Linked DNA regions of Mus musculus: regions 1, 2, 3, 4, 5 and 6 are each linked to region 7. A link is a contact called in public HiChIP or PLAC-seq and promoter capture Hi-C data. All regions are on one chromosome and are shown on one strand. The core of a region is the stretch at or near the end of the contact, and the rest is flanking DNA. Distances in the headings are between cores, read along the strand shown. Region 1 holds the start of 1700074H08Rik (RIKEN cDNA 1700074H08 gene). Region 2 holds the start of Ndufs4 (NADH:ubiquinone oxidoreductase core subunit S4). Region 3 holds the start of Nnt (nicotinamide nucleotide transhydrogenase). Region 4 holds the start of Pelo (pelota mRNA surveillance and ribosome rescue factor). Region 5 holds the start of Tmem267 (transmembrane protein 267). Region 6 holds the start of 4833420G17Rik (RIKEN cDNA 4833420G17 gene). Region 7 holds the start of Emb (embigin).

Region 1 (3,422 bases), core at 268-2,767, 2.5 Mb after region 7:
ATCTGTCCTTGAAAACTAACTCAGAGTAAGATAGAATAGTTTGGCTAAGAAAGAGGGGGAAAGTGACATAAAGATGATTGTGTGGTTTGAATGTGACCTATCTCCCAGAGCTTCATGTGTTTGAACAATTGGTTCCTAAGTGGGGATGCAGTTTTAGAAAACTATGGAAATTTTAAGACAGGGAGCCTGTGGGAAGAATAGGGTCACTAAGGGGAGGTTTGAGATTTCATAGCTTGAACTCACTTCCTGGCTCCCCTCGGCTTCCTAACTGCAGCTGCCATGTGACCCCTCAGGTACCCGCTGCTATGTTTTCTCTGCCACCATGATGGGATGCTGCCTCTTGAACTGAAGTCAGATAATCTCTTCCTCTCCAAAGTGGAGTCTTGTTATGTATGCTGTTCATGGCAACAAGAAAAGTGATCCAACAGTAAAGAAAACATCTGTTTCTTGCTGCAGTTGAGCTGAGTTATAAACGCATCAGTCATCTGAGCTCGGGGCGCTGTAGAAAGAACAGCAAGTGCAAAGACCTGAGGGAGACATAAACTATAACAGACACGAGAAAAAGTGAGTGAGCCTAGTTAAAGAACTCGAGTTAGCCAGACTTGACGTTTAGCTAAACTCTGGAGTTAACCGGACTGCAAGAAGGCTGAGGTTAACCTAAAAATAACAGGAAAGGCTAGGCATTCGGTCGCCCATACCAAAAGAGCAGTGGCAAATCCTAAAAATGGGGGATATATAAACTTTGACCAAAATGCTAGATTTTTCCTCTATTCCATTCTGGGCAATGGAAGTGACTCCAACAGAATGCCTGCCCTTTACTAGGCCTCTAGCTCAGCTAATCACTTGTTAGCATTGCAATAACAGCTACTAGATGGTTCAATAACCACCTATGGAACACCTACTAATTTCTAGGCATGGTGATAGGTATCTTAGGTACAATATAGTACTCATTAACGTCCAAATAGATACCATTCTCAATTCACCACTGAAGAACCAAACCTCAAAAACTTCAAGTCATTTGCCCACATAAGTGACAAAGCTAAGATTTGAGGACAGCTCCTCTGGGCTCTTTCCATTTTTCTGTTACACCCTATAAAGAACAGAGTTGTCTCCTTTAACCCCAGCACTTGGGAGGCAGAGGCAGGTGGATTTCTGAGTTCGAGGCCAGCCTGGCCTACAAAGTGAGTTCTAGTACAGCCAGAGCTACAGAAACCCTGTCTCAAAAAACCAAGGGAAAAAAAAAAAAAAAAAAAGGAACAGAGTTGTGTCCAGGGAAGGGGTGAAGGGGTGTGGTGGTAGCGTCTGAGAGACAGATGAGTACCTTGACCTTTGAAGCCTTTCCCAACAGACTCTGTTTTTCTGAGAAAGTGATCATGGGATTTGGTAGTTTGCCTGTGGGCTTAGTAGCCAGCTTTGACTAAATAGGCTCAGAAGAAAATGCTCATCAGTCAAGTTTATGATCCTCATTATGATGCAATCAGAACGCTGGTGTCAAACATGATTGCCTGGGAAACTGCAGACTAGCAACATACAGAACCAAGAACATGGACTGTCATGAACATCTTTCCAATTTTCCTTTTTAATATTTTCTGTATTTTAATTTTATGCACGAAGATGAAATGATGGTTATCACGCAAGATATCAATGAACAAAAGAAATGCTGACAAGTGCTTACTGAAGACAGCTTGTGCAAGCCAGGATGCTTTGTTTGGATTTACAATGTGCTTCCCTTAAAGGGGAGAAAGTGGTTATCATGTATCCATGGCTCTGGCCTGACACACCAAAGGTCACTTTGAAACTTATTTTAAAATAGTAACTTTCTATATTCCAGCATAAATTCCCTCCCAAAATTACTACCACACGATAGTAAATGTTAAAGACTAGTTATGGGTTGCCCTGCTCAACTAGTTATTAATATACAGTTAACAAAGCTGAAGACTTAACAAGAAAGGAAGGGAAAAGTGAACATTTGGCTGCCATCCTTCAATACTGGCCTGAGGCTCAGTATCAGCTGAGGGATACTCCAAATCACTGTGTCTATATACTAAATAGTTCTCGCTTTAAAAAGTAGTGACCACGTATGAAATAGTGTGGGACCTTAATATTTTTTTGGTTTATTTTTTTATGATTCGTGTATTTGGAATGAAACAAAAATTGCTTTATTAACTTCTTGACAATCATTTAAAAACAGAAGCCACGACCTATTTTATTCATAAAGCACTGTGATAACTGCAGGTAAGCCAGATATAGTTTGTGATTAGCCCTAATCCGCACATTCAGAGAATTTCCTGAAAATGTTTTTTTAATCTGTTTTTTTTTCTGTGTCTGTCTCCACCCCACCCCTGTGTGTGTGTGTGTGTGTGTGTGTGTGTGTGTGTGTGTGAGAGAGAGAGAGAGAGAGAGAGAGAGAGAGAGAGAGAGAGATTGACTTCAAGCACACTGTATGCTTACACATGGAGGTCACAGGACAAATCATGCCCTTGCCTTCCACCTTGTTCGAGGCAGGGTCTCTGGTTATTCACTACCGCATATGCCTGGCTATTGAGCCTGAAACTTTTGAGGATGCGCCTGCTTCTGCCTCTTCTCTCACTCTGCGAGTACTGAGCTTACTGACCTGGATCTGGCTCCTGCTTCCAGCTTTTGTGAACCTGAGGATCTGAACTGGGGTCCCTCACACTTGCACTTTAACTACTGAGCCTCCCCCCACCCTGTTCCAGAATGGTTTTTGGTCTCTTCTTCCCACAAACAGAAGATCAGAGCAGCAAATAATCTCTCTTTCATGTCACTCCACAGGCTGAGTCAAAGCGCACTTGTGGCTTCAGTAGTCAGATGTTCCCACTTCAGCTCCTGTGGCAAAGCAGCAAGGCAGTCTGGGAACGTCTTGTCACTGTAGCTAAAAGATCTAGAACTGGTGACACAAACCACAACCTCAGTGTCCTGGAGAGGCCTCTGATCCCTCTGTTGGCTGACCAGACACCCTACCACCCTCCATGTCTCTCCAGCCTTTTCCAAATTGTCTGAGATGCTCGGCATTATTTCAATAAATCTCCTTTCTGTTTAAATCAGCCAGAGTTAGAGTCAGCTACAGTGAGAACTCTCTATGGTTACATCTCTGTGTTAAGTCAAAACAGCCCCTGGCGTTATTTTATCCCATACACAGGCACCGGGAGGCTATGCACACGGCATTTTAAGTAAGGCTCAGCTGGTAAGAATGCTTGCTACACAAGCAGAAGGACCTGAGTTCAAACCCCCATCACCTGTGTGAAAAGCCAGGTATCAAGGCCACTTCCTCCTGTATCCCCAGGACTGAGGGACTGGGAGGGAGGCAGGAGGATTGCTGGGGCTTGAAGTCTGGCTCTGGGTTCAGTGAGACACCCTGTCTCAACAGAATAAGGAAGAGAGTAACAGCTTGTTCATCTGTG
Region 2 (3,418 bases), core at 402-2,901, 2.8 Mb before region 7:
TCTCTCTCTCTATATATATATATATATATATATATATATATATACACACACACGCATATATATATCTATTTACAGATAGATAGATAGATAGATAGATAGATAGATAGATATAGTGCTCTACTACTGTCTGCAGAAAAGCCCCCGCCCCACCCTTTCTGCAACTCTGGAGTGCTGGGATTAGAGTTTATGTGCCCGAGGAACGTTTTATTAGGTGCTGGAGACTGAAGCCAGTACATCATGAACTCTAGGCACTCTCTGTACCAACTCAACTCTATCCCCAGTCCCTGAGGCCTTTTACAAATCTCCTGACTTTACTAAGGGCAACCTTTTCTTTCCCACAAAACAACCACTACTTAAAACTGCATCAAAATTTGTCTCCAAAAGTTCCAACCAGCTCACTTTAACTCTGTATTCCCTCTGTATTGAGCTTAACACTAATTTAACAAGCATTTTGATAGATACTAGTTCCCTTTTTCTTTCTTAAAGGTATTTAATGGTTTGGTCTTGTTTGAGACAGGGTCTCTCTAAGTAGCTCTGGCTGTCCTGGAACTCACAGAGATCCAGCCGCCTCTGGTTCTGCCTCCCCAGAGCTGGCTGGCATTAAAGGCTTGTACCAGTGTGCCAGACTTTTCCTTTTTTTTTTTTTTTTTTTTTTTTTTTGTACCACATTCTTCCCACCCCTTACAGACCCATCCTCACTGTGAACATTGAATGTAGTCTCCACAGCATGCAGCTGTCAATACAAGGCCACTCTTCACAGGAGCAAACTTCGAAACAAGTGATAAAACCCAGTATCTTATACACCCAGGAAAACAGAGACTACGTAAAATAGAGCAATGCTGCGGAGGGGGGCGGGGGGGAAGGGAGGGGGCAGTCACCACAAGAAACCTTCCGGCATCTAGGGCTACATAGTGTGATCTGTCTCAAACAAACAAACGAAGTAAACAAATCAAAATAAAAGCCACCTTGCTGCCTGAGAGCGTAGCTCCGTGGTGGAACTTAAGACTGGAACGCACTGGTTAGAAAGACAAAAAACAGGTACGCTGTAACCTTCCGATGGATATTGCTATAAACTCTGAAGTCCTGAGAAGTTTTCCTCTTATGCACAATGATGAATACAACAACCTTTCTGTTTGGAAGCCCAGCCGATATTAACTAAAGCCAGGGAAAGGATAGCAGGGATTTACCCTTTCAGGCTGGAATGGGGCAAGCAGGTGACAAGCGGAAGGGATGTAGGACATTGGGAGAGAGGTCGCCCAGACTCCTCCCCTTCTCAGGAGCCACGATCCAGTTCACAGCTCCTCCGCACAGACCCTCGCCCGTCCGCAGCTGCAGAACCCCAGGCCCCGCAGGCGCCTCGCCGGAAACCAGCGTCGGTCCCCGCATCCCGAGGAAGGGTCAAGGGAGGACGCGTTCCCAAGGCCGCCTCCGGGGCCCAGCCGGCCCAGCCTCCCCCAAAGTGGAGCGACCTGGGAACCCTGAATGAATAGCTCGACAAGGCTGACAGTTATGTTACCTGGATGGAACTCTACAGACGGAAACGGCAGCTGTAGCCATTGCCCTTCGCCCCAACATCGCCTGTCTCAGCGACACTGACATTGAGACCGCCGCCATCTTCCTGTAGGCAAACGCCAGGATGCGAGTACGGATCCCCGCTAGGGACTCACTTCCTCCGTTCTCAAAGCAATGCGGCCGCAGTGAAACAGAGGCATGTTCTGTTTGTTTTCCTTTTGCGATTGAGGACCTAGAAAAGAAATTAAAGTTCTAGCTGAAAGAACTAAAGAGGGAAATGGATGAAAGGACTCAGTGAATGCAAATGATGCCTCTATAGAAAGTAATCCTTGTTAGTAAGGTTGGTCATTTACATTGAGGCTGAGAAGCCCAAAAGAAAACGCTTCGAAAAATGTAAACACCTGTAACTCATAATTTTTCAAAGAACTCGGAATATCTGAGGCTGGGCCCACTGGAAGAGCCGGAGGGCTTCTTGAGTCTTTGAGAAACTAAAGTAGTACTTTCCCAAAGTGTTGCCAGATTCCGTTTGCAAGCCTTCAGAACAGGCTGCACTCAGTTTGATGGTCTGTAGTTATAATAATCATATTTTCCACACTAAAAAGCTAGCCTCGCAAAAAAAAAAAAAGGAAGAAAGAAAGAAAGACCATATGGATTTACATGAAATCTAGTGGGGGCTGGGGATGTAGCTCAGTTGGTAGAGTGCTTGCCTACCTAGCATACAGGTACCAAAGGCTTGGTGATCTGCTCTTATAAGCCTTTGATTTGAGGTTGAGGGTAGAGTATGGAAGGTTGTCACTGGAACTACCAAGCAAACACCTCGCCCCCCCCCCCGCGCCCCACCCGGAAAAGGGGCGGAGCCATCTTGATTATTCTTCCTATCTCCATCATCCCTTCCATTTGTCACCCATTCCATTCCAATGGCCATTAAAAGTAACAAAAAGCAAAGATTATAAACGATAACCAGGTTTAAGTGTCCTATCTAATCGCACCTGGCTCCTCAGTGCTTCAACAAACCTTTTCTTTTCTTTTCTTTTTGTTTCCAAGTCTGCGATGTCAAATCCAGGGACAGGTGTGCAGTTCATCACTGATCTACATTCCTAGCTTCTTTGTTTCTTGTAAGAGACAGTATCTCTCGATGTTATCCAGGCTAGACTTCAACTTACCACCCTCCTTCTTCAGCCTCCAGAGTATTCACAGACCTTTTCATCCACTAATGTCTTCAACGTTGTTTCTCAAACGATACCCCAACACTGATGGGAGAACATTAGTTTTCATATTGATATAGCGTTGGCCTGGGTATTCACAATACCTGTCATGATTCTTTCTTAATGTACTTATTTATGTATGTATGCATACAAATGGGTGCCACGGCACATGTGGAGGTCAGAGAACAGCTTTCAACAGTCAGTTTTCTCATTCTAACTAATGTCATAGGTTTGGTGGCAAGTACTTTACCACTGAGCTGTCTAGCGGAGCCTCTTAGGGTGGTCCTTGGTTGCTCTTTTTGCCTCCATCTTTGAAATGTATTTAGAATTTGATTATGTTCCCTGCCTCTCCTAGTAGGACTCTGATCCAAACCACAGTCCCCCTCTGCAGGGATGTTTGCATTTGCCCAATCTGCTTCAGCTCAGCAATCAAAACTATGGGGTCAGAAGTCACACATTCCCCTCTTTTCTACTAAACACCTTTTCTAGCTCAGCTCATCCTCGGAAAAGCCAGACACCTTATTATAATATTTTTTAAGGCCAATGTAGGGACGAAGATGTAGCTCAGTGGTATGGCATTGGCTTATCGTGGACATATGCCTGAGTTCAGGCCTAACACTGGAAGGGAAAAAGACTCCTGACTTTACTCACTTACTCTGTTAGAACTTACTCTGTTCTCCGTCAGTTGCTATACTCTAAAC
Region 3 (3,130 bases), core at 160-2,659, 2.2 Mb after region 7:
TACAGACCGAGATCTTCCTCGTCTCGAAATAAAAAAGTATAATAAGAATAATAAAGTAAGAAAGGAAAAATAACCAAGATTTGCCCAAAAAAGGGGGTTCAGTGGGCAAGCAAGCCCCATGCCTCCAAAGTTTTCTAAGGACTGCACACTACCGTAGGACAAATAAAGGGCACCTGCAAGCATAAACAAAGTCATGCTTTTAAAAGCTAGGCATACCAACAAGGACACAATACCCTATCCTGGCAGGCAGCGTGACCTCTCCCAAAGCCACTGCAGCCATGGCTCCTGTCACAGGTGCTGCCCCTCCCTCAGCAACTAAACTGCCACCCTCTGGCACGTGCAGCTGGACCGCTATTTATAACCTCCTGTGGAAGCCCATTGGCTCTGGCTACATAGTAGTTATTGTGCCTCTCAAGTTTGAACCAGCTCTGGCCAGAACTACACCCTGACCTCTAATAGAGCCCACCGTGACTTACCAATCCAAACCCCTTTTTCTCAGTATTCAGAAACTACCACCAGTCAGCCCGGACCTACAGTCACATCTTTTCCTATACACCTAACTGGACACCCCGCCTGAACACTCTCAAAGTTCAAGTACAACTTAGGAGCGCCCAGCTGTCATTCTTCTAGGTAAACCATTCATCGAAAGTCCTCTACGACCTCTCTTCCAGTCCCTCTAAGGGCCAAAATGACTACGTACAACTTTTGCAGCCCTTGCCCCCACCCCACCCCCACCCCAGGATCCAAGATCTGCACCTGCACAGCTGTCACTTGCTTACTTTGTCTTCTGCCGGGACTCCGTTCCCACCTCTACCCTCTCACTCCTTTCCATGTCACCCCAATAGAACGCACACACAAAAGGAGCCCCGAGGCATATACCGCATTCCTTCTCCGTCAGTCTCCTGCAGGAGCCTCTGCGCCCCACTTGCTAGACACAGCCGACCCCGCCCCCCTGCTGCTCTCTCTCGGGTCCCCTTCGCCGAGGGACCGGGGATCTGCGCTGGCTGCCCGCCTTTTCCAGCAGCCCCTAGGCGCTGCAGGGCTGGTTGGCTCACCTGGACCGGCAGGCGGGACAGATGGCGACCCCGGGCTGCGAGCAAACGCCACGCCGAGCTAGCAGACCCGGGGTTGGCCCGCGGCGTTGTGCCTCCAACCCGGAAGAACAGCCCCAACTTTGAGGCGGCGGCGGCGACCACGTGACACAGGGCTGCCTAGACCCGGACCCGCGCCCCCTTTCGGCACCCCTTCTCCCCCTCCCCGAGCCTCCTGCCAAACCCGCTTGGCCCGATCGCCAGTCTGCAAAGGAGAAAAAGACTCCACCAGATGCACGCTTACAGCGCAGCAGCTGGTCCCCTCCGGGTGGCCGCTGAAGCCCCTTTGTCTCTGCCAGGGCCCCAGGCCCGCAGCCCCGCCCCCTTGCTCTTGCTCAATCGGCCTCTGTCAATCAAACCCGATGCCAAGCACTGCAACTCAAGTTTTTAGGAATTCGTACCTCTTCTTTCCCCCCAGGAGACTAAGTTACAAAGTGTGATTTCCTCACCGGTCTCCCAGCAGAGCAAATAAACGGATACTATAACTCCACTCTTGGGCCGGACTTTTCCTCTAACTCTCTAGGAAAAAAAAAAAAAAAAAATCCGAACTTCTGTAACTGGAGAAGACTTAGGCGGGAGGAAGCCGAGGGCGGGAATGGGGGCGTTGTTTTTCCATTCTGGACGGGGGTGGGGTTAAATTCCTCACAAACGAAGTCAAGGCCTGAAAATGAACACACACATGTGCATATTTGGCTTCAACAGCGAGGCCAGCCAAGAGGAAACCCTGCGCTACTATTAACATAGGCAGTGTCTAGAATGTAATTGTAGTTGACGTCCCTGTTAAGGTTCCTGATTAAGGAAATCAAAACATAACGACCTAGTTATTGGTTAGTGATTAGATTCTGTTACTTGCTCTGCAGGTACACTGATTAAACTTACCCAGCGCTGAGTCTAAAGGAAACGTCAGTGTAAGATTGTTTGTTTGCTTGCTTGCTTGCTTTTAATTTTTTTTTTAAGATTTATTTATTTATTATATGTAAGTACACTGTAGCTGTCTTCAGACACTCCAGAAGAGGGCGTCAGATCTTGTTACAGATGGTTGTGAGCCACCATGTGGTTGCTGGGATTTGAACTCCTGACCTTCGGGAGAGCAGTCGGGTGCTCTTACCCACTGAGCCATCTCACCAGCCCCTTGCTTTTAATTTAACTGAAATATTTTAACAGGCAGAAGAAAAAAAAAAAAAACAGACATTCAGTATCTTTTAAAAATAAGTGAACCACAGAGAACCCCTTATTTAGAGAATGCCTTGTGTTTTATACAGCAGAAAGGGTCATTGGGCTACTGGACTCCGCACAGCAATCTGGAGTAAACTCTTCCGGTGGCAGAAGAACTGGAAGGCAGGAAAGGACTCGGCCCGGTGTTTTAAAATAATAATCGTAAGTCAACAGATAGTAATACTGCAGGTACAATGAGGCAAGTCCTTAACCATTTTAAACTCTTTTGTGCTGCGGACTGTGTGGTAAGTAGTTCGGAGTTCACGTGCAAGGCTTTTCTACAATCAGCAAGTCTAGCCTTGAAGGGCATCTGCCTTCATACTCTATGTTTTCCAATGCTTTCTTTCTTAGTGTTGTTTTTGTTACTCCCCCTCCCCTCATTTTGAGTAGCATTCCCCTGTCCTGCTCCTTCCTCTGCCTCCTACCTCTCTAATGGAACTGTTCCACAATCATTTTTACACAGTGTTCTACCATCCCTCCTTCCTTAAGGGAACTCTCCACCCCACTGGCCCTTTTCTGGTTTCCTGACGTACTCCAAATACACAAAACTAATGAACTGAAGTTACCTTGCTCTTTATAATATTTCCAGTTTCACCCATTTAGCTGCAAGTTTCATAATTTCATTTTCCTTAATAGCTGGATAAAATGACATTCTGTACATATACCACATTTTCATTATCCATTCATTAGTCGATGTACATCTGGACTGATTCTGCTTTCTAGCTATTGTGTATAGATCAGCAGTGAACATGGATGTACAAGTGAGTGTCCCTGTAGGAGAATATAGATTCCTTGGTGTCTTAGCCAGTGTTCTGTTGCTGTGA
Region 4 (3,506 bases), core at 511-3,010, 2.1 Mb before region 7:
CCTGCCCACCAAATCATAAAACACTTAATGTGAACCCAACACACAAGAAACCCCAGCAGGATCAACAAGTGCTGCTCTGGCACCTGCCAAGGATGCTGAGAAAACCAGGGAAGAAACTATTAACTGCCAGTCTTAATCCTCTTCAGAACTTGAATCATCCTCTTGGTCAGAAAGTTCTGGCACTGGGAAGCGGAGAATGGCGGCTACTCCCGTCAGCTGGCCCAGCTGTTCCCCCGACACATGGAGACTAGAGAATATCCTTACGGTGCCCGCATTCTCCTTCACACTGTCCACTAGCCTGACATACCGGCTCCGGGTGGCCACATCCTGATGCCGGAAGAGCTCGTCACTGATGAGCAAAGTGTCTATGGCCAAGGCTTCGTTGGCCCTCTCCACCTGCTTGAGTCCATAGAACGCTCGGTCGGGCTCGTGCTGTAACATTTTGTAGAAGTCATCCAAGGCTTTTACTTCGCCCGCTGCCTTTGTGTCTGAAAGGCGGCTCGCTACAGTAGGGTCGCAGAGGGCCTCTTTCAGGGAGTACTTGTGTCCAGAGGAGGCGTGCACCTAGAATCACAATTATAAAAGACAAAGAATCTCTGAAAGTATCCATTAATCAGCCCACGATGACATTTGACAAACACATGAATAAGGCCTAACCTGTTTAAGGACTTGGACAACTTTTTAAAGTGCTAGATACTGCAGGGTTCAGTTACAATCTCATTTATAGTCCCAGCCAAGCCTTCGGCTCCTCCCCATTCTAAAACATTAGGAAACTCTCTCTGGGTAAGATTTTTACCTGAAGGAATTTGGAGCGGTTTTCCAGGAGCACTTTATTGTCCGTCTTCACAGCTTGCTGAAACATGTAATCGCAGAACTGCTCTCGCACGAATCCAGGGCTGGCCACCAGAACGCACTTTACAACCTCGAAGTTTATGTGGCGCTGGATGGCCTGGACCACCTGTTCATAGAACCGCTCCAGGGCCCGGTCATGCTGGGAGCAGTTGCCTTTCCGTTTCCTGGGGATGTTCACCTCCACCTTGGCCCGGGTAAGGGTCATGCTGGGCGTGACTAAGCAGACGTGGGCCAGGCCCTCCTGCATGACCACAGCTGCCACATCAGCGCTCCACGCCGGGTCGCAAGCCTGCTCGATGCGTTCCAGAACCACACTGTCCCACTGTTTCTTGGCCAGGGTGAACTGGCGGTTGGGCTCCAGTTCGATGGTGTGGTAAGCCCCCATCTTGACATACTCATTCTCTTGGATATTGGTCCCCTTCACCCGCAGCTGGCAGGCCTGGGAGTCGAAGTCGATGGCCTCCACGCAAAGGGTGAGGGTGGTGCGGACACGGTTGCTCCCCACGCTGCCTGTGGAGGACTCGGTCTGGACCTTGCGGATGGTGGAGGCGCGCAGGCTGTCGCCCACCTGCACTAAATTGAAGGTGTGCCACATGTCCTCGGGCTCCTCGGGGACGAGGGTGACCTGGCCCGCATTGTCCTTCTCGATATCCTTCCTCACGAGCTTCATGACCTCAGCAGGGGCTCAGTTCAGAACAGGGGACGCTAGGGGGGGGGGGGGTGTCCCCAGGAGGGGGGGCCGGGGCAGGGAAGGGGCGGCGGGCTCAGGCCCGGAAGGAAACACTACCTCTAACTCTTGCAGCTCGGGACAGCACTTTTACCCCACGCTTTTTCTCAAGTCTCCGCGCGCTGGCCCACGCGCGGCGCGGCAAACCTCACGCTCAGCACGAGTCAACTCTCGGGACTTCCAGTCGCCGGCCCCGCGAAACCGGCTGACGCGGCGATCGCGCAGGCGCAGCCCGCCTCCCGGCGCAAGTCTGTTGTGGGTCCCTACCAGAGAGGCGGGGCCTGTCGGCGGCGCGCGCACGCAGGCGCAGTAAAAGGAAAGGCTCGCCCTAGATAAACGTCAAAGGAGGCGGTCAGCGCTCTGAAAAGCTAAGCTTTTCCCGGCACATCCCTGTGTGCGAGCACATGCCAAGTACGTGAATGCAAACATATGTATTTAAGCTGGATTTATCATTCTGCACCTTAGCGTGAAGCCAGCTTCAGAACTTATATAAAAGTGAAAAGCGCCCTCAAAAGTTCAGACTTGCCCCCCCCATCCCCGGCGAAGTTCAAACTCTGCCTGGCTTTGCTCGCTCTTTCCCTACCAGCACTCAGACCGACGAGCTTGTTGGCTCAGAGAGATCCAGAAGCGGTTTCTAAGAACTAGTCACGTACAGTCTGGGCTCAGCAACGTGTCCAGCTGTTTTCTGCGCCTGTTACCCTGTTTGCACGATCCAGTTAACCCAGATGTTAAAGGACAGAGCCCAGAGAGAGCAGTGGAATGCGTGGAATGTACCCCTGGTGGACCTCTATGTAGCTTGACCTGATTGATGTCCTGGGAATCCCAGAATCCAAAGTTGGCCGACTCAGCGCAGTAGTCTCTGAGGCGTTCAGTGTGGGAGCCGGACTGCAGTAGATTAGCGCTCGATCTTCCCTGCCACTGACTAGCCAAAAGTTGAGGATATGGGAAGTAAAGATAAGCTAATCTAATATGACCACCCCAAAAGAAGAGCCAAAGAGTTGGTTGTAAAGGAAAAGAAAAGAAAAAGAAAAACAAATAAACAAAAATCCATTCCGTTTCTCCCATCCCCTTTGGTACAGTGGCGATGGAAATACAGAGAAGTCTCTTTCTGAATGAAGACAGTGGGGGGAGCAGAGAAATCCTGACCACTTAGGCTCGCTCACTGCGTTTTGTGTAAGGATTTTAAAGCAGAGCCTTAATTGAGGAGAGGAGGTTAAAGGGAGGGTTAATCGTGTTAACTGATGTCAGCCATCTTTCTTAGAGGTTGGTGTGTGTTGCGGGGGTGGTGGTGGTTGTCCAAGACTCCAGTATAAATTTGCACCTTAACTTGCTTTGTATCCTCTCTCCCCCCACTCCGCACCCCCCTCCCATCTAATTTACCATCTTCTTATCACAGAGCCTCTAACTCACATTGCTTTGTTCCTCTAAAGCCTTTCACCGAACCAGGCACGGGTCTCACTAAAGCAAGAAAGTAGACCTTCCTGGACTCTTAATGAATGAAAGGTTTTCCCTGAAATACTGTCAACTTTTGAAAATTTCTCAAGCACTTTCTCACTCTTATAAGGAAAATGCTACCCTAATTTGAAACAATAAATAAATAAATAAATAAATAAATAAAACGAAGTTAGGAGGAAGTTAACAAATGTTCTCAAAATCATGTAACTGGCATTCAGAGCCAGGCCGGATTAGCCCCACCCACTACCACCATGAACAATCCGTCCTATATACATAACCCTCTCTGCCAAGGCAAGCTATGTGCTGTTAGCCCCTGCTGCTTCCTTTGATTGACAGCTTTGCCTGTTCACTGGAATCAACCTAGAAGGTTTGGAATGCCTTGACCCCTCCCCCACACCTTAAAGTCATTACATTCTTCAGCACATAATTTTGTTTCTACCAAACTTAGGTAATCATTCATTTGGATTTTACT
Region 5 (3,401 bases), core at 865-3,364, 2.3 Mb after region 7:
CTTCCACCTAGCCACACCTGCAATTTCCTACTGTAGACTGCCACCTGAGCTGGCTTTGCAACATAATCCAGCTGAAACAAAGGATGGGGTCTGTTCAGTTCCCAGCAACCACATGATTGCACACAACCATCTGTAATGGGATCTGATGCCCTCTTCTGGTGTGTCTGAAGAGAGCTACAGTGTACTCACATACATAAAAAAATAAAGAATTTTCAGCCCCCTTTGTTATATCAGCAGTGAGGGGGCAGGTGTTCAGCTGTCTGGAGGGCAGCAACACACTAATTGTTGTTACATACATAAATTAATATATATTCCTAAATAAATACAACCTGCTCAGCCTTTGTTCCTCGTAAGTGTGATGGCAGGTTATGTAGTTTTGGAGAAACAGTTGGTGTACTCTTCTCCAGGGAAGATTAGGGTTGAGGCCTCCTGGGCTTTTATGAGAGGGCTTGGAGGGAGGAAAGAGAAAGGAGAAATATTATCTCACAAAAATAAAAAGTAATTTAAAAAATACCCAGAGGGTTTTGAACCTACCGCTGGCTCCTCTTAAAAAGAGGGGTCAGCCGGGCGTGGTGGTGCACACCTTTAATCCCAGCACTTGGGAGGCAGAGGCAGACGAATTTCTGAGTTCGAGGACAGTCAGGGCTACACAGAAAAACCCTGTCTCGAAAAACCAAAAAAAAAAAAAAAAAAAAGAGGCATCATTTCCTCCCCTATCCAAACTATAAAAAGCAAAGCTGTATATCAAAAAAGAAAAGTGACCAAAGCAACCCTGTTGCAACCTAAATGATATAGGCTAGGTGTCCAGATCCGGTTTGTTTTTCTCTGTTCATACGCAGGAACTCTGAAGCCCACAAAGGGCAGCAGAGCAATCTCATGCCACAGACAGACCCGGCAGTTGAAGAAAAGTGTTTACTGGGGGTGAGGAAACACATGAGGCAGAGGCTCAGAGAAAAAGACCCCCCAAAACCAGAGCAGGAACTCCGGAAGCAGGAAAGCCGGGTCTCAGGAGGGTGGGGGGTGTTTAAACCCCCCTGAAGAGTCTTCCTCCCCTTGAGGGTTGGTCCACAACAGTTCTTGTCATGATCCAGCCTTGAACTTGGGCCAGTCCATCTATGATCGTCCCAACTACCTCACTAAAGTTAGCCTCTCCTAGTTGAGATATATCACTATGTGTCCAGCATATTTCCACTTGGTCAGTGCCCTTCAGTAAAGGAGCTCCTCTGCTGGAATAGTTCATCTGAAGCGATTCTGTGAGTGATTTTCTGACGCAGGGGGATGACTGTGGCCCTCTGCTGGAATAGTTCATCTGAAGCGATTCTGTAGCCGAGCCCAACACAAGGATTCAGGATGCATTGTATGAAGAGCAGTCAGTGTTCTTAACATCCCCCCGCTGACACAGGGGGATGATGCTGATTGAGTGTGGGGCAGGGGGATGTGGCTGTGTGACTGTGTGAGGCAGGGGGATGACTGTGGCCCTCTGCTGGAATAGTTCATCTGAAGCGATTCTGTAGCCGAGCCCAACACAAGGATTCAGGATGCATTGTATGAAGAGCAGTCAGTGTTCTTAACCGCTGAGCCTTCTTGCTTTGCCCTCGATGTCCTGAGATCAGCCGCCTCCCATCGCCCGTGTCGCCCCCGCCGGTGAGTAGCAAAGCCTTGAGAAATCCCCAAGGGGGCGGTGAAGCGCTGCGGTGCGTCTGGTCTGACAGGTCGCGCGATCCTGCATCGTCTGCCCTGTGGCGTCCACTGCAGGACGTTAGGAACGTCTGAGCCGTCGAGCCCCCGACCCACGGTGTGCCCTGCAGCCGGCGAGGGGCTTCTCCATCCCGGCCGCCACAGGTGAGCATCGTGGTGAGCGGGGTGACTCGATGAGCACAGACACCGACGGGACGTTTTCCACGTTTCCGTCCGGCTCTGAGGGCTCTGAGGGCGTGCAGAGCTCAGGGCGGCCACCGGCTCAGGCTCATCCAGCGAGCGACCCGCATCCCGGCGTCCGCGGGGACCCGGAGGACTCGGCCGCTCTGGCCGGCGGCGCGCGCGTCTCTATGGTGCGGCCGAGGGGCGGGGCGCCGTCGTCCGCCCGCCTACCGCGAGGCGCGCCGGGTGGAGCCGAGCCGCGGCTCGCCGGGCGGGGAGGGACGGCCGGACCGCGCTGCGTCCAGAGGGAGCCGGAGCCGGGCGAGGCGGAGGATCGAGTCCCGGGCCGGGGCTGCGGGCTCAGGGTGGACTCGAAACCTCTCAGAGCCTCACCCCTCCCTCCCTCCCTCCCTCCCTCCCTCCCTCCCTCCCTCCCTCCCTCCCCTGCCCTCCCTCTCTCGCCCTCCGACCCCGTCGACGCCGCTCTTCTCGGCTCTGCGCTTTTTCCAACCCGAAGCGAAGCGGGGAGCCGGTGGGCGGGTGGAGAGCTGAGGCCTCCTGTGCAGTTTAACAGTCGACATCGTAGAAATCCATTCTTTTTAATCTAAAACTTACTCGATCCCACGGACCTCAGAACAGCACGCGTGGAGGAGTCGGCTCAGAACAGAAACACGTGGAAACGCTTCACTGTCCATTGTATCTGTCGCCGTCACGGGCGCTCTTTCACACGCGGAGAGAGACCGGATGGCCTCAGAGTCACGCTGACGTGAAAAGAGGTTTGCGTCTGCTCCTTGTATTGATTATCAGCACCAGATCCGACATCTGCGTTTGATAGTTTGGCTCCCGACTTAAACGCGTTGACTGACACGGCAACCATAGTGTGAGGACCGGTTTGTAAAGCCGGATGAAGGCAGTTTGGGTCAGGGGGTGTTTTTGTGTGTTGTGATAATGTTGCTTGATGGTTCACTTTTTGAGACATGGTCTCTTTGTGCTCTTCCTGTTGATCTGGGAATGTTATCGGAGCTCGTGATTGTTCCCTGAGTGCTGGGACAACAGACCTGAATCCAGCACTCTGTACTCCCAAATGCCACACACACACACACACACACACACACACACACACATACACACACACACACACACATACACACACACACACACACACACACACACACACACATACACACACACACACATACACACACACACACACACACATACACACACACACACACACATACACACACACACACATACACACACACACACACACACACACACATACACACACACACACACACTCACACACACACACACACACACACACACACACACACACCGTGCAAACAACCACTGAACTGCCGAGGAGCCATTAGGTTCTGTTTAAAACGTTTCTAAGTGAAAGTGTCAGACATCCAGAAAAGTAGAGATCAGCGTGAAGACCTGTGGGCTGTTTGTCCACACGAGGGACCGGCTGCTCGTGCAGGGACCCGGGTTTAGTTCCGAGCACCCACATGGCAGCTCACAAGACTGTGACTCCT
Region 6 (3,447 bases), core at 75-2,574, 2.2 Mb after region 7:
TTCCAGGACAACCAGGGCTACACAGAGAAACCCTGTCTCAAAAAAAGAAAGAAAGAGAAAGAAAGGAAGGAAGGAAGGAAGGAAAAGAAAAGAAAAAAGAAAGGAAGGAAGGAAGACTGTTATCTGTCCAAGGATGTCTTTACTTAAGATCATTCTTTGTATCAGTATATTTTCAAGTGATGGCTAATTGAAGAGTTAGATCCTGTTTTCCCAATCCCTTACTGATAGCTTTGCTTAAAGCTCTTGCACTAAACAAATATTCCTAATAAAGCTTTTTTGTTAGTTTGTTTTTTAAGAAAAAGTTGCCTGGAGATTTTTAAATTTAGAATCAGCAAATTTCTTCGAGTCTGGCTCCATCCATAATGACCTGGCCATACTACCTCAGGCCTCCTTCCTCCCTGATCATGCTTCAACCCCTTAAAGAGACATCATCTTTCCCTTGGACTGCTTGGAGTTGTAACAGAGCCTTGACCTTTGCTTGTACTTAGCAAGTACCTATTTAAAACTCCAGATTTGGAGCTCTGGCCATATGGATAATGTCCTTGTGGAGAGATCTGCCCCCCCCCCCTTGCTCTGAGCTCACCCTCATACTGAGGGCAATAGGCAGCACAAAGAGGTCTGCTTTACTACCAAGAGTGTCTTGTGGACAGTCTATAATCTGGATGCAATACTATTTTTAGGCAGGGCAAAGCCAGGAAGATGGTGAAGCACATCTTTAATCCCAGCACTAGGGAGGTAGAGGCAGACAGATCTCTGAGTTCGAGGTCAGCTGGGTCTACAGAGCGAGTTCCAAGACAGCCAGGTTTACACAGACCCTGTTTCAAAAACAAACTAAACAAAACAAAACCCAAAAAAACTCAAACCTCAGATTTTAGTGGAAGTATTTTCTCAGACTCTATTCTCTCATAGATCGCTGTGTTTTTTAGTTTAGGAACACTCATAACTAATAGAATATTTTGTCCCCCCAGTCATTCTCCAATCCCCATCCTGACCCCAGTGAATTGGGCTAATCCGCAGCGTATTTTGCTGACGTCGTACGCATGTCTAATGGCAATAGATTAAGAATTAGAAGACATTTTCTGGCACCTCTTAAAACAAGTGGTCTTTGTCTTCGATTACTTTTAAAGAATTTTAAAGCTCCGCTAACACCTATCCTGTGACAGTGTCGCCTGGTAAAACTGGTCTATAACCCTAATCCCCACGGAAACTCGGCGCTTCCGTGCCGACACTGAGCACCCGATACGTGGAGACCAGAGTCCAACCCGGAAAACCGGTCTTTTCCGGAACTGCTCTTTGCAATGGAAGAGGCGGGACTTCCGGCTTCGCTTTTCCGGAGACCGCCCCTTCCTCTCGGTGCGGGAGGCTCCAACTGCTGCCTCGCTTTGTGTTTTGTTTGTTTGTGTTTTGTTTGTTTGTGTTTTGTTCCTCGCGTCGCCGATGCTGCCCCAGAGGACTGGACCGGTGTTTCAACCGAAACACTTCTTGTATCCGTGTTTTTCCGTAGATGTGATTATTTTTCTTCCTCAAGAAATGCTTCTCGGTAGTTAATACATTACGGAAGGAACCGTGGAGAAGCGCTACGCAAACAGCACAGTTCGTGCCACTTGAGCAAAATAGAGGTCGGTCGGAGGCCGAGGTTGCCCTCCCTTCCAGGTGCAGAACAACTTCGCAGCCCACAGCCGCCGGTGAGTGTTGCAAGTTTGGCGGTGGTCTTGCTGAGGGTGTTTTCCCGCCCCCTTCTCTTTCCCCGGGTTTGTTTTGAAAAAAAAAACGAGCCTTCAACATGCAGAGGAGGGTTTTCGGTTCGTTATCCCCCAGACCTAACGTGTTGAATGGTGAGAGTGCAAACGTGAATAAAACGATGCAAAGCACCAATTTGCTCTTAAAATACCAGGTAGAGCTATGCGTGTGTGCACATACGTCTCTTCGTCTGTAATCACGGTGTTTGCTTATTGGCGTTGCAAGGATTTAAACAAGTGACGTAAAGCAGTTACTGTGGTCTTACCTGTGGGAAGTTAACCCGTGACGGCAATATAGAGATGCACTGAAGACAGACGAAATGGGAGAAAGATAGTTGTAGTAAATAAGAGTTCAGCTTCCAACAAAAGGAGATAAAGGGCCAAATTCAAGCGAGATTTTAAAAAGCAATAGAAAGCTAGTTACAGGCAGAAAGCATCGTGATGACAGTGGTGTCATCAACGCATATCGTGAACTCAAGGGGAAGAATTTAAATATTTATTCTTTCTGTATTTGATGAAAGTTTATTTGTCCAACAGCTTTCTTTGCCTAGTACTATTTGAGGTCCCAGTGATACATTTGTAAATAAGACAGGAGAGATCTGTTTTGTCTGAGTTTCTATCCTGGTGGGAGGTACTGATAAAGTCTATGAGGACAAAAGATATGTTAGGATAGCAATTATGGATGGAGTAGTTTAGCTTAGGTGATAAAGTTGGGCCTTGGTGCAAGTGGTATTTGTGTTGAGATGTGAGTTCTGATGAAGAGTTTGTGATATGATAAGCAAGGAGACGACAAGCTAGACAGAGAGAGCAGGGCAAAGTTCCTGAGATGAGAAACACCTTCTTTCAAGAGCAATCTCTACAAAGCCAGTGTGATTAAAATGATCAGAACAAGGGAATTAGGAAGTGACATTTGGAGAAAGTGGTGGGCTAGCCTGTGTGGCCTCTGCAGGCTGTAGTGTAGGACTATTGATCTAATTCTGTGTGCAAATAACTAGGATTAATGGGCTCCAGCTAAAGAATGGATTTAGGGGATGCTGCAGAAATCTGCTTTTGGTGGGAGTGCTTTTGTTATAGTTTAATCAGATTCTGTTTCTCTATGGAACAAAGACATAGAAGTCTATGCTGCTACCGGTAGCCTGAATTGTGCGTACCTTATTTGCATATTTAAAAATAAAAAAAAAGATGAGGATGAAAGTAACCATCGTTATTAGGTAAGGTCTTGAAGAGTCTTTGATTTAAGTAATCAATAAGAATGATTAAAGTAACAACAGAGATGGCAGTAGAGAAGAAACCCTTACTAACTGTCTTAGTTAGGGTTTTACTGCTGTGAACAGACACCATGACCAAGGCAAGTCTTATAAAAACAACATTTAATTGGGGCTGGCTTACAGGTTCAGGCCATTATCATCAAGGTGGGAGCATGGCAGTATCCAGGCAGGCATGGCGCAGGAGGAGCTGAGAGTTCTATGTCTTCATCCAAAGGCTGCTAGTGGAAGACTGACCTCCAGGCAACTAGGGTGAGGATCTTATACCCACACCCACAGTGACACACCCATTCCAACCAGGTCATACCTATTCCAACAAGGCCACACCTTCAGATGGTGCCACTCCCTGGTCCAAGGATATACAAACCATCACACTAACCTAAAGTGGGGTTGGAGGAGGATGGAGGGAAGAGTTTGGGAGAGGGGACAATCTACAACTTAGT
Region 7 (3,261 bases), core at 194-2,693:
GAGATGGCTCAGAGGTTAAGAGCACTGACTGTTCTTCCAGAGGTTCTGAGTTCAAATCCCAGCAACCACATGGTGGCTCACAATCATCTGTAATGAGATCTGATGCCCTCTTCTGGTGGTCTGAAGACAGCTACAATGTACTCATATATAATAATAATAATAATAATAATAATAATAATAATAATAATAATAGACCTGCCCCCACCTCAGGCAAGCATTCCATCACAACTAGTATTTGCTGTGTTACACAGAGACACTATTATCTTCATAGAGACCTCAAACAAAAAGGTAAAAATTGCTACGGGTCGCGTTTAATGCCCTCAGCGTAAATGACATGACTTTTCTTCTTCTCCATGTATAAGCCCACAGTTTTCCAGGAATCTCACCTGCAACCCCATTTACAACAAAAGGAAATGTCTTAACTATCCGGTAGAACGCTTGCAGTCCATGTTTTGATCTTATCAGACTGTAACTCCACGAAAGGCGCCCCTGTAGCCACCCTACAAAAAGGAGGGATGGGGGGAGGGGCTCTTAGCAGCCCCTTTGAGTTGTAACTTGGGAGCCACCAAAATGGTCTTTATGGTTACTGTTAAAACACAGCTCTGAAACCCATGCACCTGGTCTTGGATGTGTCTTATTGTTATTAGCCCTCATATTTAAATCTACTCTGAGAAAACCCTCTTTTTAATTAACTCCAGCTCTGCTTCATACCACATCATTCTTTAATTCCTTCCTTCAGTTTTACCTGAGTGGAGGTTCCTAAGGGACAAAGGGCTACTAAGTAGGGCTTGCTGAGTGCCCCGGATTTAAGGCTCACTAGTTTTAACCTAGACGCCTTTCCCGCTGAATAGGAAAACAATTGTTTTGAACTATCTCAATTTATTTGATAGGAGAGTAAGAAACTTCAACCTCCGGCCCCGCGTGGGTAAGAGATAACATTGTATTCCACAATGTTTGACAAAGATGAATGGCCTTCTGCCATTTACACAGAATCCCCTTAACTTAGTTTTTGTTTGGTGAGCTCTTTGGCGCCAGGAGAGCTGTTGCCGCAAGCAAACAAAGGGAAACACACTGTGGGGCCTAGGGACTCTGAAATCTTAATCCGGAGGGAACTGGCCAAACCTTCAGAGGGGGAGGGTATGCACGACTAATAGAAAGCTCTGAGAAACATTAATTTAAGTACCGGGCTTGGGGGCACTGAATAGCGCCCTCGGTCTGGTAAGAAGAAACCTTTGCACATCCAAAGATGTATAGGAGCAGAACTATCCGGTCCTTTTCACCTGTCACATCAAAGTAAATGTGTGAACCCATCCAACGGATGGAAAGAACACTCTGTGGGGAGTTGCAACCCCTCCGGGAGGTGATGGGGTACACACACCTGGCTGGCTCCAGGAGCTAGGTCCCTCCCCAACCTGTGTTAGCCAGAGGGTGGGGGCGGGAGAGGATTCGGCGCCGAGGTTGCACAGCACATCCGGGCGCGCCGGTAGCGGGCTGCGGGCTGCATAATTGATGGAAGGCCGGCGCAATTGCGCTGGGAGCGTCTCGGGGGTGGAGGCCAGGGCGGCCGGGCCCCTCCCACTCGGTTTATTCTCGAGTGTCCTGTCCCCAGGACTGGCAGTGGGCGCCCAGTTACCAGCAAGTGTACACAGGGACCAACGGAGACGGATCGCAGCGAGCTGAGGGTGCCTTAGCGACCTCCTGGACAGACCCGCCCGCGCCATGCGCTCGCACACTGGCCTGAGGGCGCTTGTGGCGCCTGGTTACCCGCTCCTCCTTCTATGTCTTCTGGCGGCGACGCGCCCTGATCCGGCTGAGGGCGATCCCACAGGTACCTGGGGGGTTCGGGGGGCTGGCGCGGGGAGGGCTCTGGGTTCACCGGAAGAGGCTCAGTGGCGGCGACCCTCCAGCCCGACGACATCCCTTGCCGCTCGCGCAGGGGCCGCGGGGATGCAGGCGCAGGCGGCTACGGAGCGGAGAGGGGGGTGGCCTTTCATTGGCTGGGCGCGGGTTACCCAAGGAGGAAACGTGGGAGCCCGGGTGGCTCCGCATCCGCCGGGTATAGGGATGATCCCGTCCCAGTAAAGCTCAGTTTGATCCTGGGAGCTGGTAGTGAGACAGGGTCGGATTTTTCCTAGGAAGTGGGCAAATAGAGTGCGTGGGTTTGTGCGGGGGAGACTGGGGGCTTCTGCTAGTGTGGCATGATTATGAGTCCACATTCCGCGAGGCCGGCTCCCTTCATTAGAGCCACAGCGAGGCTCTCGTATCACCTTTCCTCCTGGCAGGTGTTGAAATTGAGTATGATTTTTAGAGCAGAGGGTAAAAATCGCGATAGCCAGCCAACTCAAACAAGCCCAGATAAGAAAATTAGACGTGTGTGTTGTCTTTTCATAACAATCTTTATAAAAACAAAACATTTTTCAAGGGTGTTGGGTTGCGTGTTTACGGCATGCGGACAGAAGGATTTCCGTGAAAAACATTACCGGGTCAAGATCTATTTTGCCACCTTAACTCACCTTTTTATACTTTATGTGTTGCAAGCGATCCAATGCTTTTCAGTGCAAGTTCCTGTGTCTGTGGCAGGTTAGCTCCCATTTAAGTCACCACTAACTTTCTTAAGCAGTTGAAAGACTGGCTTTACTGGGAACTAAATCCAGACATTATTCCACACAAGGTTTTGCGCTATTATAAATTATTTCCATGAGGTTATAGCATGTAGATTGGTTAAACATAGTATAAAAGAAAATGGTCAAAAGGACACACACACACACTGTTAACTTGGATTCTTCTAGTCCCTAGATTTTCTTGTTCCACATGTTTTCCATCATAATAGTTTAGGACATGACCTTACCAGGCGAACCTGGTTCTTCGGTCCTCTTCCATGCATCATTTATCATATGCTTCTGAAAAATATAGCCTCTTTTTCTAACTCGCTTCTTTTGCCTCCCCGCTTCCCCTTTCCGCTCCCAGCTCCTTCCCTCCCCCTCTCTTCCTTTCTTCCTCCTTCCCCCTTCCTTCTTTCTTCCCTCTGCACTTCCCTCTGCTGTTGTCTTCCTCCTTTCCGTGAGCGTGGGCCTGCGTGGACAGAAGCACCTCCACCTTGGAACTACAAATCCAGCCTACACTATTGTTTTGAGATTCAGTGTCTCTTGGGTTAGTTCTAGAAGTTTGCCTTCTCCACTTGGCAGTGGTGGGAACTTTTTCCCCAAGAGCTTTAAAAAGACCGATCTCCAGGTCTTGCCCTAGAAACAACTGATTCTTTTA

Evidence for each region. Promoter capture Hi-C pulls out the DNA fragments that hold promoters and counts their contacts. HiChIP or PLAC-seq counts read pairs in DNA pulled down with a chosen protein or histone mark.
Region 1: an H3K27ac HiChIP or PLAC-seq map of epiblast stem cells shows a contact between it and region 7, with 7 times the contacts expected there. The contact joins the promoter of 1700074H08Rik here to the promoter of Emb in region 7. A contact is called at or near these places in 2 of 115 datasets of contacts at active chromatin or transcription factors (epiblast stem cells and stem cell-derived neural progenitor cells).
Region 2: a contact with region 7 is called in a promoter capture Hi-C map of embryonic stem cells, with 4 times the contacts expected there. The contact joins the promoter of Ndufs4 here to the promoter of Emb in region 7. A contact is called at or near these places in 2 of 39 promoter capture datasets (embryonic stem cells and pre-B cells) and 1 of 115 datasets of contacts at active chromatin or transcription factors (epiblast stem cells).
Region 3: a contact with region 7 is called in a promoter capture Hi-C map of pre-B cells, with 2.8 times the contacts expected there. The contact joins the promoter of Nnt here to the promoter of Emb in region 7. A contact is called at or near these places in 7 of 39 promoter capture datasets (the 3T3-L1 cell line, the C10 cell line, cranial neural crest and 4 more) and 4 of 115 datasets of contacts at active chromatin or transcription factors (embryonic stem cells, stem cell-derived neural progenitor cells and thymic regulatory T cells).
Region 4: an H3K27ac HiChIP or PLAC-seq map of embryonic stem cells shows a contact between it and region 7, with 13 times the contacts expected there. The contact joins the promoter of Pelo here to the promoter of Emb in region 7. A contact is called at or near these places in 2 of 39 promoter capture datasets (embryonic stem cells and pre-B cells) and 2 of 115 datasets of contacts at active chromatin or transcription factors (both in embryonic stem cells).
Region 5: a contact with region 7 is called in an H3K4me3 HiChIP or PLAC-seq map of embryonic stem cells, with 5 read pairs. The contact joins the promoter of Tmem267 here to the promoter of Emb in region 7. A contact is called at or near these places in 1 of 39 promoter capture datasets (hippocampal neurons), 2 of 115 datasets of contacts at active chromatin or transcription factors (both in embryonic stem cells) and 1 of 9 other capture datasets (embryonic stem cells).
Region 6: a promoter capture Hi-C map of embryonic stem cells shows a contact between it and region 7, with 6 times the contacts expected there. The contact joins the promoter of 4833420G17Rik here to the promoter of Emb in region 7. A contact is called at or near these places in 3 of 39 promoter capture datasets (embryonic stem cells, hippocampal neurons and pre-B cells), 4 of 115 datasets of contacts at active chromatin or transcription factors (acute myeloid leukemia, embryonic stem cells and epiblast stem cells) and 2 of 9 other capture datasets (embryonic stem cells and macrophages).

The regions. Positions count from the first base shown.
Region 1 is chr13:119,678,525-119,681,946 of GRCm38.p6, forward strand. It overlaps 1700074H08Rik (RIKEN cDNA 1700074H08 gene), which reads left to right and starts at 1,518. Exons shown (of 3, transcript NR_138420.1): 1 at 1,518-1,755; 2 at 2,192-2,235; 3 at 2,794-3,058.
Region 2 is chr13:114,386,443-114,389,860 of GRCm38.p6, forward strand. It overlaps Ndufs4 (NADH:ubiquinone oxidoreductase core subunit S4), which reads right to left and starts at 1,652. Exons shown (of 5, transcript NM_010887.2): 1 at 1,517-1,652. The coding sequence starts at 1,614.
Region 3 is chr13:119,407,848-119,410,977 of GRCm38.p6, forward strand. It overlaps Nnt (nicotinamide nucleotide transhydrogenase), which reads right to left and starts at 1,410. Exons shown (of 17, transcript NM_001308506.1): 1 at 1,056-1,410.
Region 4 is chr13:115,088,398-115,091,903 of GRCm38.p6, forward strand. It overlaps Pelo (pelota mRNA surveillance and ribosome rescue factor), which reads right to left and starts at 1,761. Exons shown (of 2, transcript NM_134058.3): 1 at 797-1,761; 2 at 1-564. The coding sequence starts at 1,522. The coding sequence ends at 133. The region is part of intron 1 of Itga1 (integrin alpha 1); the gene reads right to left.
Region 5 is chr13:119,486,359-119,489,759 of GRCm38.p6, forward strand. Tmem267 (transmembrane protein 267) reads left to right here and starts at 2,115. Exons shown (of 3, transcript NM_001177666.2): 1 at 2,115-2,636. 3110070M22Rik (RIKEN cDNA 3110070M22 gene) reads right to left here and starts at 2,026. Exons shown (of 1, transcript NR_027974.1): 1 at 899-2,026.
Region 6 is chr13:119,461,435-119,464,881 of GRCm38.p6, forward strand. It overlaps 4833420G17Rik (RIKEN cDNA 4833420G17 gene), which reads left to right and starts at 1,325. Exons shown (of 13, transcript NM_001113550.1): 1 at 1,325-1,685.
Region 7 is chr13:117,219,130-117,222,390 of GRCm38.p6, forward strand. It overlaps Emb (embigin), which reads left to right and starts at 1,444. Exons shown (of 9, transcript NM_010330.4): 1 at 1,444-1,828. The coding sequence starts at 1,720.